Linked DNA regions of Mus musculus: region 2 is linked to region 1. Evidence: chromatin contacts called from public Hi-C data. All regions are on one chromosome and are shown on one strand. The core of a region is the stretch at or near the end of the contact, and the rest is flanking DNA. Distances in the headings are between cores, read along the strand shown. Region 1 holds the start of Prkar2b (protein kinase, cAMP dependent regulatory, type II beta). Region 2 holds the start of Cog5 (component of oligomeric golgi complex 5).

The links. Hi-C and Micro-C count contacts between places; a contact is called where the count stands out from the background.
Region 2: a contact with region 1 is called in a Hi-C map of regulatory T cells, with 4 times the contacts expected there. The contact joins the promoter of Cog5 here to the promoter of Prkar2b in region 1. A contact is called at or near these places in 1 of 39 promoter capture datasets (the HPC-7 cell line), 1 of 484 Hi-C or Micro-C datasets (regulatory T cells) and 3 of 115 datasets of contacts at active chromatin or transcription factors (astrocytes, double positive thymocytes and memory CD8 T cells).

What each region holds. Positions count from the first base shown.
Region 1 is chr12:32,059,554-32,062,748 of GRCm38.p6, forward strand. It overlaps Prkar2b (protein kinase, cAMP dependent regulatory, type II beta), which reads right to left and starts at 1,724. Exons shown (of 11, transcript NM_011158.4): 1 at 1,229-1,724. The coding sequence starts at 1,529. It overlaps Gm51992 (a long non-coding RNA gene), which reads right to left. Exons shown (of 3, transcript XR_003950224.1): 3 at 2,666-2,730.
Region 2 is chr12:31,653,177-31,656,371 of GRCm38.p6, forward strand. Cog5 (component of oligomeric golgi complex 5) reads left to right here and starts at 1,693. Exons shown (of 23, transcript NM_001163126.1): 1 at 1,693-1,807. The coding sequence starts at 1,714. Dus4l (dihydrouridine synthase 4-like (S. cerevisiae)) reads right to left here and starts at 1,650. Exons shown (of 7, transcript NM_028002.2): 1 at 1,514-1,650.

The DNA of each region.
Region 1 (3,195 bases), core at 474-2,973:
GAGCACTAACATCCAGGGTTTGTGTGTTTTAAACAAGCTAAGAATGCATTAATTTTATAACCCATTCAACATATAATTAATTCTACAAAGGAATGAAAATCTTCCTGGGAGGAGGGCGTAAGGGAAATGAAGTGAATGGCCCTTTAGTGTTTTCACTGTGTGAAAGGCATTGTGGACACACAAATCCCACACCAGCAGCATCAACAAATAAAAGCTGCATGCATGCTCGCCTCACACCACCAAGGAAAATACTTGTCCATTTGCACACCACGGCATTTCAGCCCGGGCTCCTGCAAAACCTGGGGTTTGGTCATATTGTGTAAACACGCATGTGTGTCTGGTGTGTCAGGGAGAGGTGGGAAGCATAAGGGGTGGGACTCGCCAAAAGCAGCTATTTAAAACAATCCCTTTCTCTCCCATTCATTCTCTCTAGCTTCAGTGTCTGGCGTGGTCCTTAGATGCTGGCTGGCTTTTCATTAAGACAACTGACAAAGCTCTTAGAACTTCCCATGGTGTTATTTTTTTTTCCACACACTTTAAAAAGAACATCAAAATCATTCAATATATGTTTTGTATCTTTTTTTTTAAAGAAAGAAAATCATTGGCCTATTTCCTCATGCCAAAGACCCCCTAGGTATCAGGCTAAATATGCTCCTTTGTTATATGTCCAAAAATATCGCCACCACATGGTATTGGAAAAACTGGAAAATAAATTATTCGTATTCCAAGAATGTCACAGCTATTATCGTTAATTTGTTTTACCTCAGCGAGTCCGATTTCACACTCTTCTCACTGAGTCCTACATGCTTCGCCCTTTCTCCCAGAACACTCCATTAATAAATCTAAAGGGCTGAAAAGAGGCCGCCAAGCGCCCTTCATGCACAATGGTACTCCCGGAGCCTGAGACATCTCCAACCACGGGAAAGTTAACGATCCAGCAAGATGCCCACCCTAAATCGCCCCGGAAAGAGAGGTGACAGAGGGGCAGCGGGAGCGCAACCTCTCCTTTCCCCACCTCCAGAGAAAGGGAGGGCATGACAAGAGAGCTGAGTAGGAAGGTGGGCGAGTGGGAGCGACCGAAATGGGTGCTGAGGGGGTGGGCGTAATGGGAAGGTGGAGAGCACGGGGAAGGTGGGGAGCTCAGCCCGGGGTTCAAGAGCGAGGCGGGGTTCGAGAGTGAGGCGGACGCGGCGGCCGGGGCTCAGGGCGCGAGGGGGCCGGTCCTCACCGTTGAACGCCCCTGCTTCCGCGGCCTCCTCCTCCTCGCCGTTCTCGGAGTCGGAGCGCATGGGCTCCTCGGCGAAGTTGACACCCTTACTGGGGATGCCGCCCCCGGCGGCTGCGCCCGCGTCCCCCCAGGTCCTGCCCTCATGGCCGAAGCGCGCGGCGCCCTTGCGCTCGTTCTCCTGCTGCAGCCGCGTGAAGTGCTGCAGCGCGAACTCCAGCAGGTCGGCGGGCTGGTGCCTCAGCACCTCCACCGTGAAGCCCTGCAGCAGCTCCGTGAGCCCCGCGGGGATCTCGATGCTCATCCTGCCCGTGCACGCCGAGGCGCCTGGACGCCGCCCTCGCCCCCTATCCGCGGTCCGGTCTCGGGCTGCGCGGCTCCCGAGCGAGCGCCCCGGGCGCTACCGGCTGCGAGCGCGGCGCACTGGGCCCCCGGCGAGGCTGCTCCGTGCGGCGGCAGCAGCAGAGCGAGCACAGCCCGGGGAGGGTTGGCAGCATCTCCAGCTCCTCCCGCTCCTGCTCCCGCCGCCGCTGCGCCGCCCCCCGCCCGGCGCCCCGCCTCCGCCCGCGCGCCCACGTGATCCCCGGAAACCATGGCAACCCGGCGGGCGGGAGCACTGCCGCCTCTCAAGTGGCCCCAGGGTGGAGGCAGCCTGAGCCTGGGGCGTGGGGCTGAGGCCGCGCGCTCCACCTGAGCTCCCTGAGCGAATCCCACGCACCTTTCTCCCTGTCCCACGCAGAGTTGGTGCGGCGCAATTCCTGCTGAAACTTCAGCCTCCACCTTGGTGGCTTTTCCTTTTCCTAGAATCCAACCCCAAGAGAAACGTGCGTGGTGTCTTTTGTTAGTCGCACAGCCCTACTGGTTCTCTTCTGGATAAAAGAGATGCTGCCACTTGTCTGTCACAAAATTTTCTTTAATTCCGCCTTTTAGCCTCGTGGCTGTGATGGTTTGCCTTACAGATGCTCTGCCACACTCTGCTTAGTACATTTCCTACTGGTTACTGAGACAAAGGCCGCATTTATTGTGTAGCACTTAACAAAGTTAGTTGATCCTTCAAGACAGGATACAGGGTAGTCAGGGCAGCTGGACAGACAACTAAGGGTGTGTTACCTGATTAGCCTCTTGTTGCTTATTTTTAAAACCTTTCCTGACACTTTGCGTCACTTCAATTAAATCTCCAAAATTTGAATATAGCAATAAAAAGGAAAAGAGAACTACACATTTGTGCTTTTTAAAGAAAACCCTTGTCTTTAAAACGAGCCTATTCTGAGAATTTTGAAACAGAAAAATTTATCTTTTGCCAAATTAAACGCTGTATAAATATGCATACTTTATTTTCTACGATGCCCATTTCATTGTAAAGCAGTCCAAGTGCAAACTCACTTGAGTTTTATTTTATTCTTAAGTTTTATTTATTTATTGAGTTTTATTTTATTTCCTTAGTTGTTCTCACTTACCTTTCTGCCCACACATAAGGAAAATATGTGACTCACGAAACCCAAAACCTAGAAATCAAAAATATCATTTCGTTTTATTTTTTAAAAATTGCTTCTTACCCATTTGTTTACAATGTTTATTTATCTTTTTTTTTCATAAGGGAATTCATTTCTCAAGTTCAGTTTCTTAACCTCATAATAATAATACTGGTGTGTGTTTTTTTTAAAATAACATACTTCTAAATTGTAATTGTGTGGTGTATAAGAAATAAACTCAGAAAAATGTGGTCTTCACATGAGGCCATATGGAACACAGTATTAGTCAAGTTCTCTACCGAAATGTTTTGCAGATCCAATAATCTAAGATGTATTTCTATCATGTTTCTCCCTACTGCTCAGCAGAAAATGCAAAGAATACTAGTTAAGATGGGATTTTATCGTTGCGGTCCTCAATGTCGATCAAGAATCCTCGCTCATTCAAGCTCATTGCTGTGTAATTCTGGCTTTGTGGCTCCTCCACCTCCAGTCATTTCC
Region 2 (3,195 bases), core at 443-2,942, 410 kb before region 1:
TGGTACTTCTATGCTCAGTTTCAGGGGGTCCTACACCTCTGGCCTCTGAGGGGACTTGTAGCACACACATATATTCATCTACATACATACACATACAACTTAAAAAAGAAACTCTGATACTTTTATTCTAGTTTTTTTGTGAATCAGAAGGCAGAAACAACTTTATTATTTTAAATAATCTAAATTTATTACCAGTGAAGATATTCAGTTATTACCAAGTAAGTGCACCGTAAATAACTTTTATGCCCAAAGTACAAGTGATAAAATTGTTTAATATTTTTCATGTTGTACTTAAAGCTTTTGACTTCATAGTTTTTGTTTTTATATTCCATTTTGGCCTTTGTAATCTATTGCCAGATAAAAGCTAACTCTATAAAAGGCTAGTTGTTCAAAATTCAGTCTTTAATGTTTGGCAGTAGGCTAAATGAACACAAGGCCAATATACTGAAGGATGTCATGGCTTGCAAGAAATCTTTGGAAGTGTCAACACTGTTCAGAGGAAAATGGGAGCGTAATTAAGCTAAGTCAGAGATGGGCTATGTCGATATGAGGAATAAACACGGAGTAAACCACTAAGAGACTATTTGCAAAGGAGGGAAGAATCTTACACATTACAGAACTGGTACACACTAGGAGGTGGTGATCGGCAATGGCGTCATGACTGACTTTCTAAAGCATGATTTTGCTCTTACTCATTCTTGTGGCCAGACTAAATGGCAAAGTCTGCTTCAGTATGAATTTCTTGAATAAGCTATAGCTTTCAATCTTGATAGTAAATTAGGATGCAGAAACTTTTAGGAATAAAAATGCTTAAGTCACATCCAAGACCAAAAACAGCTCTCTGAACTTATGGGATGAAGGTATCAATATTTTGTTTTAAAGTTCTCCAAAGCATGCAGCACCGGACATAATATTTTGGTAATATGTGCTTCTACACCTAGAATTCCTTTTAAAATATAAGTGAATTTTTTTTTTTTTGAAAACTTGTGCTGGTATGTATAGTGGGCGTTAAAAACTTTATTGCATATTAATATGTAGACTAAAGTCAATCTTTTTTTTGTGAAAAACAAGAAAGCTAAGGAAAGAAAATCATCCTGTAATTCAGATAATGCTATTCGTCGTGTATGATTATTACAAACAAAGTAGTTTCGTAAACTATGCATACTGAAATCTAATGCAACTCTAGGCGCGCTGCCTCTCGCTACCGCATCGTGACTGAGGTCAAACACAGGAGGGAAAAATCTTCTGAGGCGATGTTAAGGGAATGCAAAATGCAGAGTAGCTCCAGACCAACTCAATAAATAGTTACGAATATTTAAACGTTTTTATTTTTAAGGGCAGAGCTTAACAACTATTCTTCCCCAGCATATACTGCCTGCTACCCGGGCTTGCCACTCCAGGCGGGGACTAGGTAAGGCTGAGCAGCCCTAAGCTCCCACGTGTTGGGCGAGGAGGGCCGTGACGCTCCCAAGAGCCTCTTCCCCACGCCGGAGTTCTCAGGCCCAATACTTGCGTTGGAGATCGGCGCGGTGGCTGCGTCCGGAGCGGAATGGGAGAAGGCCCCGGCGGCGACCTGTCTTTCCTTGCACGTAGGATTGTAGTACTTAGGTTCCCAAACGCAACCCGGGCCGGGCAGGTGGGGCGGCGCCTTGATTCTGCGTCACTTGGAGGGCGGGGCGATTGCAAGACGTCATCAACCCGGCACTTGCCAACATGGAAGGTGGAGACAGCACAATTTCCGTAGCAGGCCGTGGGGCTTCGGGTTCCGCAGTAGTGGCGGCGACCGTGCAGGCGATCCTGCAGGACGGTAAGGCGTCGGACGGTGGCCCGGCCTGGGTCGCCCTGCCTTGCGCAGAGTCCGAGAATCCTACCGGTCACTTTGCACAAAGTTTTCCTGTCTGGACTTGGCCACTCCCCTCCGCCCGGCCCCCTGGCGTCCGGGATTGTCCTGGTCCCCCAGTTTCACGGGGAACGTGTTCCTCTCTTCCCGTGGGTGTCTTGGGGAAAACACCTGGTGTCTAGTTGCTGGGGTTTGCACTGGATCATGATGCGCCCGGGACATCGCTGTAGTTCCTGCACGACGTGGTCGGGGCTGATAGCCGCTACTGCTGCTCAGTTCCTGACCAAGGATTGCACTGTCCGTGCCCAGAAGTGTGAACTCACCCTAGGTGACAGACCGCTCGCTGCTTAAGGAAAGGGATGGAGGATGCAAAATGTGGAGTTGGAAATTTCCGTGTTCAGTTCTTGGGCTATGCAGGTGCCTCTGTTATCCATACATGTCGAGTACTGAAGTCAGGATTACTGGTAGTTTGAAGAGAAATTATCCCAAGTAAATTAACTATATACCTTTCTATAGTATAGTACGCTTGAAAGTCAAGTTCGGTTGTATTAATGCTCAATCTGAGAGACAGAACAAAATTCAGTTTGCTAAAGGTATTAGGCCTTAATCATCCCATCTTTTCTCTAGTTGACACTAAGTTCTTTCATCTATTAAAAGCGTTTGCATTTATCACCTTAATTGCTTCCGAGGCCCTTGCGCCTCCTCCTCCCCAATCCCCTTCCCCCTTGTTTTTGAGACAGGGTTACTCTATGAAACCCTGACTGTTTTGGAACTCCCTGTAGATCAGTCAGTCTAGCCTTGAACTCACAGAGATACACCTGCTTCTGTCTACCACCTGCTGGGATCAAAGGCTACCAAGCCAAGCATAGGAACCTCTTTTTATATTCCACAGAGTTAAAAGCAGTATTCTGCATACAGTAGGAACAGATTTTTTTTTTTAATTTTCCACATAAGAGTGGCTTAAAGGATCAAACTGAAATTTAAATTATGGTGTTTTCCCTGATTGTTGAATATTTTATATCTTTTTAATAGATATTTTATATCTTGTCAAGACTAGTGATGTTTTTCAGAGTTAGGTTGTGGTATATTCTTAGAGTTTCTGCCTGATGCACCTCATCTTTGTGTCTTAATTGAAATTTAAATTTAACCAAGTTTCAAAATCCTGAAACGAGTGTGTGTGTGTGTGTGTGTTTAATAGCTGTCCAGCCTTTGAGCTTAAACTGAACTTAAAACTATGCTTGCTTTTTTCCTTCTGTGGTTTCAAATACAATTAAGTAAAGTCTCAGCAATTAAATAAAGCCCTTTGTTTTAAGGACATTCCCTTCCTTTGTGCTGTGGAGTTTATTCCTGTCTAG